Linked DNA regions of Mustela erminea: region 2 is linked to region 1. The links are chromatin contacts, called in public Hi-C maps. All regions are on one chromosome and are shown on one strand. The core of a region is the stretch at or near the end of the contact, and the rest is flanking DNA. Distances in the headings are between cores, read along the strand shown.

Region 1 (5,070 bases), core at 1,401-3,900:
GGAGAAAACTCCACCGGGAGAACCCGCAGCCCCAAACCTGAGTCTTGGAGCTCCGGCCAGCCACGTGCCCAGCTCCTCCCCTCCCCCCCCTTTCCCGCTGCCATTGCCCCTAGGGAAAGCTGATGGGCCAGTTTCTAAGAAAGTTCCCTTCAACTCGGCAGTCCCTGGGATAGTGGTCTGGGGCTCTAAAGGTAGGGGTGGGAGAGGTCCCCAAACGATTTGAAATTTTTAAAAAAATGGTAAAGGAGAAACCCTACATTACCTGCTCCAGTCCAAGTGGATAGAGTTTTACGCACTTTACCTTATTGCTAGATAAAAATGGTGGCTGTTTTCAAAACAGCGTGCCCACGTGTAGGAAAGGGATTTTGGCACTTTTCAAATTTCACTGCCATTGAAAATAAGGGGGATGAGGGCTTTCTCTGGAGACAAATCCATTCTGGCTTCCAGATTTTCACTAGGCTCCAGGTTTCCCATTACACTCCAGCTCTGAGGAAAATGGCAGGGTAATTGCATGTAAAAATTCCTCATTTGTGTGCAGGACTCAGGACTGTTTGCCAGCTCAGAAGCAGTTGATTAAATAGCCAAGCTCCATTTATGAGGCAGCCTATAATTTGGTTTCTAGGACCTAATGCACCGGGAGAGTAGTTGCCCCTGAGGACTGTGAGTGAAAGGAGGGCACTGGCCCATTCCAGTCGGTCAGAGCCTGGTAGTTTGGTTCTTGACTTGAGGGGGGGGGGGGGGAACCCACCAGGCTTAGATTAACAGAAAGGTTTTGTCTTTTTAGTGTAAGATGATATTAAGTTTTCTTCAGAGTAGGAATGACTTCAGGTTTTTTTAATTATTCACGGTGACCAGCGGCATGACCAGAGTTTGTCCAAGGGGCCTGCAGGATCTGGAAGTTCTAAGATAATGAATCTGTGGCTATGACGTCTCCATTTATAAAATCTGAGGGGAAAAGAGGCCCTGGTGTCTAGTGACTACACTGGCCTGGGCCTCTCCCAAGGCAGCCTTGGGCCTGGTGAGGAGCTGGAATCCCCTCTGGCTTTTGCAGCCTGTCACGTCAGAGCATTCCAAATCAGCTTGAGGCGGAAAAAGCTGCTGCTGGGATTTGGTAGGGCTGGAGATCTAGAGTTTTCTATGTATGTTTCTAGCTCAACTGGCACCTTTTGAAATATAATAGTAAACTTTGAAGAATCTTTACACTGGGGGGTTGAAAACAATTTGGTTGCATCCATTTTTTAAGTGACCTGTTAGACTGCCCCTTTTCTCTCTTTAAATAAGGAGAAAATGGTTGGCCTCTCTGTGGCCATCCCCATTCTGCCGTGGTTCCTTTGAACACTCAGTTTCCCTCAGTCCCTGGAGCCTCTTGTGTCAAGTGTTCACAGTCTTACAGGTATTATCTTCAGAGACTGGGGCTATGATCATTGTGGCCTAAGTTCTCTTAAGAGGAAAAATTGGCCTTGGGTTCTCCTGCTAGAAGGCTGTCATATGTCCCCAAAATAGCTTCAATGGTGGTCATTTTATGTTAGTGTTGAGATAATCTAAGGTTGAGATGATCTGCTTTCAGCTTTGATCTCAAACCCATTCTTATATTCTGATCACATTGTTGAATGTGGGAGGACTTGACGGCTTTTTTTTTTTTTTTTTTTTCTTTTAAGGCTTAATGGACGGGGACTCTGCTGCTTTTAAAAATCACCCTCCTCTGTGCTTTGACTGACAGGGCAGTCCCTTCCCCTCCGTCTTCAATTCTATAAAATGGGGATAATCGGAACCTCATGCCCCCAGGGCCTTATGAGGCCTGGCTAATGAGGGAGGGGAGTGGAAAAACGGAAAGTCTGAACAATGATCTGTCACTCCTTTGGGCTTGCAAAGGGGGTAAAATGTAAGGCCCTGCTCGTTCACTCAGCTGGGTCTTTAAGAGCGGGTTTGTAAAAGGCTTTGAAGAAAAGTGCTGTAGAGGTGCTAAGTAGCAGCCAAGAGACCAGGCCCGCTGCCAGGGGGTCAGGCCTGGGCCGAGGCAGCCGCGGTCTCGGGCTCAGGCCAATTTTGCAGCCGCGAGTAAAGTTCACGCTGCCCGCTCCCCTCTGTGCGGCCTGGAGGGGACCGACCCGGATAGGAACGCCAAGAGGAAGGCGGCGCAGGCTCCGGAGAGGCGTGGGCTCCGGGCCGGGTTTTCCCCGAAGCCTTCGGCGGCGGCGCTGCCGAGCGAAAGCGGCAGAGGGCCTGCCGCCGCCGCGGCTCGTTCTCTCCCCTCCTCCTTTGTGAGGGGAAGGGAGCGAGTCCGTTCCATGGCCTGCACCCGCTCCGCGCTCCGTTCCGGGTTTGCCAGGCGGCCGCGACGGCGCTGGGTAAAATGGCAGTGCTGAGCCTCGTGTCGGAGTGAGGGGGACTCGGAGGAGAGTGGGGCGCTCTAGCCGCTCAGTCCGGCCGCCCGCCCGCTCGCCAGCCCGCTGCCGCGCAGCAGCCTCGGCCCGCGCCGCGGCCGGGGAGGGGAGGCAGGGCGCCCGGCCGGGTCCGCGCTCCGACTCTGCCTCCCGGCGCCCGGGCTGCTGCCGCGCGCCCTCCAGCCCGCCCGTCCCGGGTCCCCCTCCCCCCGCTCCCTCCCTCCCTCCCCGCCCCCTCCCCCTCGCCTCCCTCCCTCCCTCCCTCCCTCCTCCTTTCTCCGGCAGCAGAAAGCGGAGAGTCACAGCGGGGCCAGGCCCTGGGGAGCGGAGCCTCCACCGCCCCCCTCATTCCCAGGCAAGGGCTTGGGGGGAATGAGCCGGGAGAGCCGGGTCCCGAGCCTACAGAGCCGGGAGCAGCTGAGCCGCCGGCGCCTCGGCCGCCGCCGCCTCCTCCTCCTCCGCCGCCGCCAGCCCGGAGCCTGAGCCGGCGGGGCGGGGGGGAGAGGAGCGAGCGAGCGAGCGCCGCGCAGCAGCGGAGCCCCGCGAGGCCCGCCCGGGCGGGTGGGGAGGGCAGCCCGGGGGACTCGGCCCCGGGGCGGGGTGGGAGGGGGGGAGAAGACGAAGACAGGGCCGGGTCTCTCCGCGGACGAGACAGCGGGGATCATGGCCGCGCAGGTCGCCCCCGCCGCCGCCAGCAGCCTGGGCAACCCGCCGCCGCCGCCCTCGGAGCTGAAGAAAGCGGAGCAGCAGCAGCGGGAGGAGGCGGGGGGCGAGGCGGCGGCGGCGGCAGCGGCCGAGCGCGGGGAAATGAAGGCAGCCGCCGGGCAGGAAAGCGAGGGCCCCGCCGTGGGGCCGCCGCAGCCGCTGGGAAAGGAGCTGCAGGACGGGGCCGAGAGCAATGGGGGTGGCGGCGGCGGTGGAGCCGGCGCCGGCGGCGGGCCCGGCGCGGAGCCGGACCTGAAGAACTCGAACGGGAACGCGGGCCCTAGGCCCGCCCTGAACAATAACCTCACGGAGCCGCCCGGCGGCGGCGGCGGCGGCAGCAGCGATGGGGTGGGGGCGCCTCCTCACTCAGCCGCGGCCGCCTTGCCGCCCCCAGCCTACGGCTTCGGGCAACCCTACGGCCGGAGCCCGTCTGCCGTCGCCGCCGCGGCGGCCGCCGTCTTCCACCAACAACATGGCGGACAACAAAGCCCTGGCCTGGCAGCGCTGCAGAGCGGCGGCGGCGGCGGGGGCCTGGAGCCCTACGCGGGGCCCCAGCAGAACTCGCACGACCACGGCTTCCCAAACCACCAGTACAACTCCTACTACCCCAACCGCAGCGCCTACCCCCCGCCCCCCCAGGCCTACGCGCTGAGCTCCCCGAGAGGTGGCACTCCGGGCTCCGGCGCGGCGGCCGCCGCCGGCTCCAAGCCGCCTCCCTCCTCCAGCGCCTCCGCCTCCTCGTCGTCTTCGTCCTTCGCTCAGCAGCGCTTCGGGGCCATGGGGGGAGGCGGCCCCTCAGCGGCCGGCGGGGGAACCCCCCAGCCCACCGCCACCCCCACCCTCAACCAACTGCTCACGTCGCCCAGCTCGGCCCGGGGCTACCAGGGCTACCCCGGGGGCGACTACGGCGGCGGGCCCCAGGACGGGGGCGCCGGCAAGGGCCCGGCGGACATGGCCTCGCAGTGCTGGGGGGCTGCGGCGGCGGCGGCGGCGGCGGCAGCAGCCGCCTCGGGAGGGGCCCAACAAAGGAGCCACCACGCGCCCATGAGCCCTGGGAGCAGCGGCGGCGGGGGGCAGCCGCTCGCCCGGACCCCGCAGGTACACAGCTGAGTGGGGAGGGGGCTGGGGTGAGCGGGGTCCTGGGAGTGGGTGGCGGCTGCGGGGAGCAGGCCACAGCCTTGGGCTACCCCCAGTCCGGGGCCCCCACTGCTGGGGAGCTGCCATTGTCTGGCTGTTCTCTTAAAATGGCTGCCTGTCTGCCTTCCTCTCCTTCCCTCCTTCAGCCTTTGTGTGGGGCTTTCCCTGAGGTGTATGCTCCCCTTCTCCCTCTCCCCTGGTCCCTTCGAACTCCTGGGGTCTTCAGAGGGGTGCAGGGCAGAATGTGCGGGAAAGGGCCTGGCCCGGGGTGAGGGGGGTGCTGGGGGCTCAGCTTAGGGGTGTGCAGTGCTATGAGCTCGGGGGTTGAGTGGACAATTCTTTGCTCACCTGCCGCTCCTCTCTGCCCGCCCTCCTGCCTTCCTCTAGGCCGTTCCCCATCTGTGCTTTCAAGGAGGGGCCCCTCGGGCTCTGGGGTACCTCGGGGGAGGTCAGGGGCCTGCTTGGGGGCAGCTAGAGGCCGGCTGCGGCTCACCCAGGGCAGCCCGGGCCATCTCCTGTCTTAGTCTCCGTCGGCCCAGTGGCCTGGGCTTCTCCCTGGAAGTGCTGGTAAACAGCTGAGTGATTGGAGTAGTAAGTGCAGATTGCTTTGGTTTGGGATTTGAATTATGGAGGTAAAATCCTTCTGTCAAAGCCAGGAGACAGTTGGTCTTAGGTTGACATCCTATCTGTGATCTGATTGGCTCCCCATCTCCTGCTCTTGGCCATTTATAATTGCCTCTGATGTAATGGTACAACAATCCTGATGAGCTCATAAACTTTTACACTCTGCTTTTCTGCCAGTGATAACCCAAACCATCGCTGCCACTATCTGCCTTTTATTCCA
Region 2 (5,070 bases), core at 846-3,345, 56 kb before region 1:
GCTTAGAACAGTGTCCGGCTCACACATAGTGAAGGACAGATATTCCTTCATGTTGGATAACACCAAAACAGAAAGGAGATTATTTCTCCTAGGCATTTAAGTTTTCCGCCTGCATCTTTACAAGCCTTAATTCACTGAGCCTTAGTATTGAGGTTTTGGCTTTATAAGGAAGCAGACTTTCAGAAGGAGGCTCAAGAGTCATTTGTGAATGAATGCCCCTCAATCTGGGGCTGGTGAGAAGCAGGGTAGAATTGTTATTGAAGAGGGAGAAAGGCTGGAAGAATTAAAATCTATCGGGGATGAGATCCAGCATTATCTTTCTTTTCTTCCTATTGAAACAACAACAACAGCAACAACAAAACTTTCAGACAAAAATGAGTAAATATGACTCCTTAGTGAGGGCTGTGGAACTACAGACCTTACCAAAAGAATTAAGTAAGTGGTCTACAATGGCCAATCTTTTGTGCTTTAAAAATCTCTGGATTTAAAAAATGAAAACATGACTTCCTATCCCCCTACCCCCTCTCAAAACCACCCCTCTTTTTAAGTCTTGGTCCTATAGCAGTTTCCTAAGGAATTCTACAAAATGTCAAAGGTTTCACAGAAACTTAAGTTTGCTAATGTATAGTCTACAATGTACACTCTACACTAACAGAAGAAATTAGTATAGGTTGTGTCAAATCGTGTTAAAATACAACATTAAATAAATGCAAAGAGCCCAGAACAAAGAAAGTGATTAAGCTGGTTTAACTGCATTCAACCCACTATGCTAAATCCCTGTAGGGGGCTTGAGTTAAACAACAAACTTGGTTTTTTTGGCCTAAATCCTTTTCTTCAAAGAATACATTTTTCTGGTAATTCCGATAAATTTGTTTTCATCTTCTTCATTTTTCAGTCCCTAGGGAAGCTGGGGTGAGAATAACCTATCCCATTGGGTTACATTTTAGGAAGAGATGGGACTGCGAAGAATGGAATAGAGATCAACTAACTATACAACTAAAGAGGCATTGGGTTAACCGAGGAATGGGAGGTGTGCGATTGTTCAGCCCCAGAAAAAGGCCAGCTAGTGACGCCCGGGATGAGGATTTTATCCGGCAGTGAATCAAGGAAGACTGAGAGGGAGATAATAAGGTGTAATTATAGCAGTGCTGTTAGTGCCTGTTTATGGGGTCTGGCAGCAATTTGGTTGAACACCCCTCATTTTGAGAAATTTGTAATTTGGCAGTAAGAATTCTTGCCTTAAAATTTGGCACAAACCCTCACAGTTTAATATTGCAAAATCTGGGAAATGTTGAAATGTGGCTGCTATTCTAATTGAACTTTTTCAGGCTCTTTCGAATTGGTTTTTTTCCTGTTGGATTCAGAAACAAACGCCTTTTTAAAAGTTCACGAAGGTTTTTTAGACTACAGACTCAAGTAAGCTTACAAGCAGATGTACTGCTGTAGTAAACGCTCACGACTTAAATCTTTGTGTACACACAGTTGCGGGGGAAGGGTGGGGGCTTTAACTTGAAAAACCCGAGTTCATTCTGTTTGGTAGCCCTTTAAAAATTCCTCACAATCAGTATTTTGTTTAATTTCCTTTGAGTCGGAGCGGTGCAACGTGGTGGTGCTCTTGGTTTTATCAACCGACTGCTTCCCCCAAGATTATTCTCCGTTGTTTTAAAGTAGAAGGGAGGTCACCAGGCTTTAGTGAAATGCGGCCAACTCCGGCTGGGACCAAGTTGGCCCAACCGACTTCTCTAAAGTAACTGGAAGTTTTCTGACAGGAAACCGGTCAGTTCTTGTAAGTCTCGGCTCCGGTTCCCACGGCCCCGGCGGCGGAGGCGCCCCCGACGCCCCTCTCTGGGCCGGGGAGGGGCGCGGGGTGCGGGGCGCTGTGGGCGGCAGGGGGCAGCAGCGGGAACCCGTTGTTCTCGAGGCGGGGGGTGGGGCGGGAAGCCGCGCCCCCCCCGTTTCCGCGCCCCGCTCCCTCCCCTCCCCCTCTCACGCCTTCCCTCCCCTCCCCGCGGGGAGGAGGGCGGGGGGTGCGGAGCCCTCTCCCGGGACAGGGGGCGTGCGCGTCCCCTCCGCTCCCCTCCCCCCGGCCGGGCTCTCCTGGCTCCCCGAGGCGGGAGTTTCCAGGAAGAGCTCAGAGCGCGGCCGCACCACCGAGCGCACGGAGACATCAAGTAGTCCCTCAGAGCAACATTATTAGGGAATTCTAGCTGCCAGGGGCTGTCAGAGTCGCAACCCCGGAATGATAGCGGGTGACAGCCTGGCCTGAGGAGCTCAGAGAAAGAGGTCCGAGCTTCCACTGTGCATTGCCGGAGAAAGATGTGTGGGGGAGGCGGAACGAGTTCCGGCGGAGGGCTCGGGCGCGCCCGGTGGAGTGAAGCGCCGCGCGGTCGAAGCGCACACGGAGTTAAAGTGGGCGGGAAAACCCGGAGCGGACTGTCCCTGACACGCCCAGGACCTCCCGTCCCATTTTTCGTGGGGGAGGAGGACGAAAAGAGCAAGGGAGAGAAATGTGTTTCCTTTCCCTGCTACCTAAACCCCCACTGAAGAAAAAAGTGACGACCCGCCAACGGGTACGCGCGGCAGGACGCTTAGGTCCCGCCAGGGCGAGGAGGTGCCGCGTGACTCCTCCTTCTCTAACGTCCGCACCGTCGGCGCACCGCGCGCGGTCAGAAGCCCAGGCCTGTGAGCCGGGGGAGAGCTGAGCGCGCGCATGCGCGCGGTGGCGCGCGCTTCCCGCCCCTTTCCTGAGAGCGTTCGCTTTCCCCCTCCCCCCACGTTCCTGTGCCGCCACCTCAGAGCTTCCCCCGCACCCAGCCCTGTCTTTTCGGGGGAGGTGGCCCGTCTTGCCTATCCACTGACTAACCCCTTCACCTCAGCTTCGCCCCGCCTTCCCTGAGCTCCGGTACAAACTCCGCAGCGAGCGCTCGGCTTTCACATTCCCGCCTCCGCCCTCTATTTCCCCTCCCAACCCTGAAGCACTTCCTGCGAACTGCCCGGGTCTCGCTCTCCTCCGCGCGCCGCCTACTCCCTGCCCCGACTGGGTGGCTGCCTTCACGTTGGCAGAGCCACAGCTTGTGATCCTGTAATTCTTCCTCCAAGTTGCGATCGCCTGCTCCATTTTACAGATGGGGAAGTTAAGGCCCAGAGTTCTAACAGGCTGGATTCTTCGAGTTCTTCCCCAGATTGAACCATAACTGACAATGGAAAGATAAACCCTCAATTTCCTAGAGTTTCAAGCAACCTTGGAAAGACAGCCCCCCAGTCTTTACCTTGGGATCCTCAGTCCGTCAGCAACAGCCATAGAAACAATTTACCCCAAATCAACTCTGTAGTGTTTACTACGTCAGATAAAGGGCCAATTCGAGATCCTAGACTTAGAGGTGATAAGAGGTTATTTGTTCAATGTAAAATCGCTTTTTAACGTGATGTGTCATGTTTTCTCCTAGATCTTGTAATTCTCTTATTCCTCCCCCCATTTGAGAGAAGTTTTTAAGGTTTTGAAAACATTGTGATGGAATTTGTTTCCTCGATTTAAAAAAAAAACCTATTTTATCTTAAAAGATAACTTTTCCTTTTTGTTAATGTTTGGTTATTATTATCCTGAATTCCTCCTCTTCCCAAAGTCAGTTCTTCCATGGGCTTCAGCTCTAATTTGAGTTATGTGTGAGAGGCTTGCAAGAGGTGTCATAAAGAAAGCTGGAAGCGCTGTAAGCCTTTTGTGTACCACAAATCTTAAAGATATAACTGGGAACAAAAGGAAACAGGAGACCCGTGTAATTTTATGTATATCTAGAGATTTCATTAATTCAGATTCAATGATTTGAGACTTATTCCGAGCATGGTAAATATGGATCTGTTTTGTTACTTTTTTTTTTTTTGAATGACACTTTTATCATGATTTCCCTCTATTGCAAATATCTTTCTTTAAAAAAAAAAATATTTTATTTATTTATTTGACACAGAGAGAGAGAGCACAAGTAGGCAGAGCAGCAGGTAGAGAGAGAGAAGGGGAAGCAGACTCCCTGCTGAGGAGAGAGCCCTATGGGGCTTAATCCCAGAACCCTGAGACCATGACCTGAGCCACCCAAACGCCCCTTTGTAAATATTTCTAAATTATTTTTTGGGCTGATGTCTTCTAAGCATAACGATGGTCTTAAGAACCAATCCTGATTTGTTACAAGAGGGTTTTTTGTTAAGTAGACTTAGAGTGTTGCATGCTAACACTTTCTGAATATTTGTTCAGCAAATGGATACTTCCTAGATGCATAGATAGCACTGTTACTTCTTTTGTGGCATATAAAGTTGGACAAGACAGGGCTGGGTTTTTTTGTTGTTTGTTTGTTTTTAAGATTTTACTTAAAATCTTTTTTTTTAAAGATTTTATTTATTTATTTGACAGAGAGAAATCACAAGTAGATGGAGAGGCAGGCAGAGAGAGAGGGAAGCAGGCTCCCTGCTGAGCAGAGAGCCCAATGCGGGACTCGATCCCAGGACCCTGAGATCATGACCTGAGCCAAAGGCAGCGGCTTAACCCACTGAGCCACCCAGGCGCCTCAAGATTTTACTTAAAATCTTAAGTAATATTTTACTTAAGAGAGTGAGAGAGAGCATGCCCAGGGGGAGGGGGGAGGAAGGAGAGGGTAAGACTCAAGCAGACTCCCTACTGATTGTGGAGCCTAAGGAGGGGCTCCATCCTAGGATCCCAAGATCATGACCTAAGCTGAAGTCAGAACTTCAACCGACTGAGTCACCCAGGCACCCCAAAACAGGGCTGTTCTTAAAATGCAATCTAGTAGTTGGGGCACCTGTGTGGCTCAGTGGGTTGAGCCTCTGCTTTTGGCTCAGGTCATGATCCCAGGAGCCTCACATCGGGCTCTCTGCTCAGCGGGGAGCCTGCTTCCCTCTCTCTCTGCCTGCCTCTCTGCCTACTTGTGATCTGTCTCTCTGTCCAAAAAAAAAAAAAAAAAAAAAAAAAAAAAGCAATCTAGTAGTGGAGATAAAACTCTTTATCATAGGCCCAAATCAGCGAAAATTCATTATTTATAATTCATTTAAAAAAATCATATAAGT

The links. A called contact is a pair of places that touch in the nucleus more often than the background predicts.
Region 2: a Hi-C map of skeletal muscle shows a contact between it and region 1, with 8 times the contacts expected there. The contact joins the enhancer-like site here to the promoter of ARID1A in region 1. A contact is called at or near these places in 3 of 3 Hi-C or Micro-C datasets (fibroblasts, skeletal muscle and spleen).

Annotation. Positions count from the first base shown.
Region 1 is chr10:90,220,784-90,225,853 of mMusErm1.Pri, reverse strand. It overlaps ARID1A (AT-rich interactive domain-containing protein 1A), which reads left to right and starts at 2,650. Exons shown (of 19, transcript XM_032303444.1): 1 at 2,650-4,187. The coding sequence starts at 3,048.
Region 2 is chr10:90,276,631-90,281,700 of mMusErm1.Pri, reverse strand. No RefSeq gene overlaps it. Among named protein-coding and RNA genes, the nearest start is that of ARID1A, 56 kb to the right of the region's middle. Within about 2 kb of position 2,095, the one cell type or tissue checked has open chromatin away from gene starts, as enhancers often do. A contact at or near this core is called in fibroblasts, where this site is marked.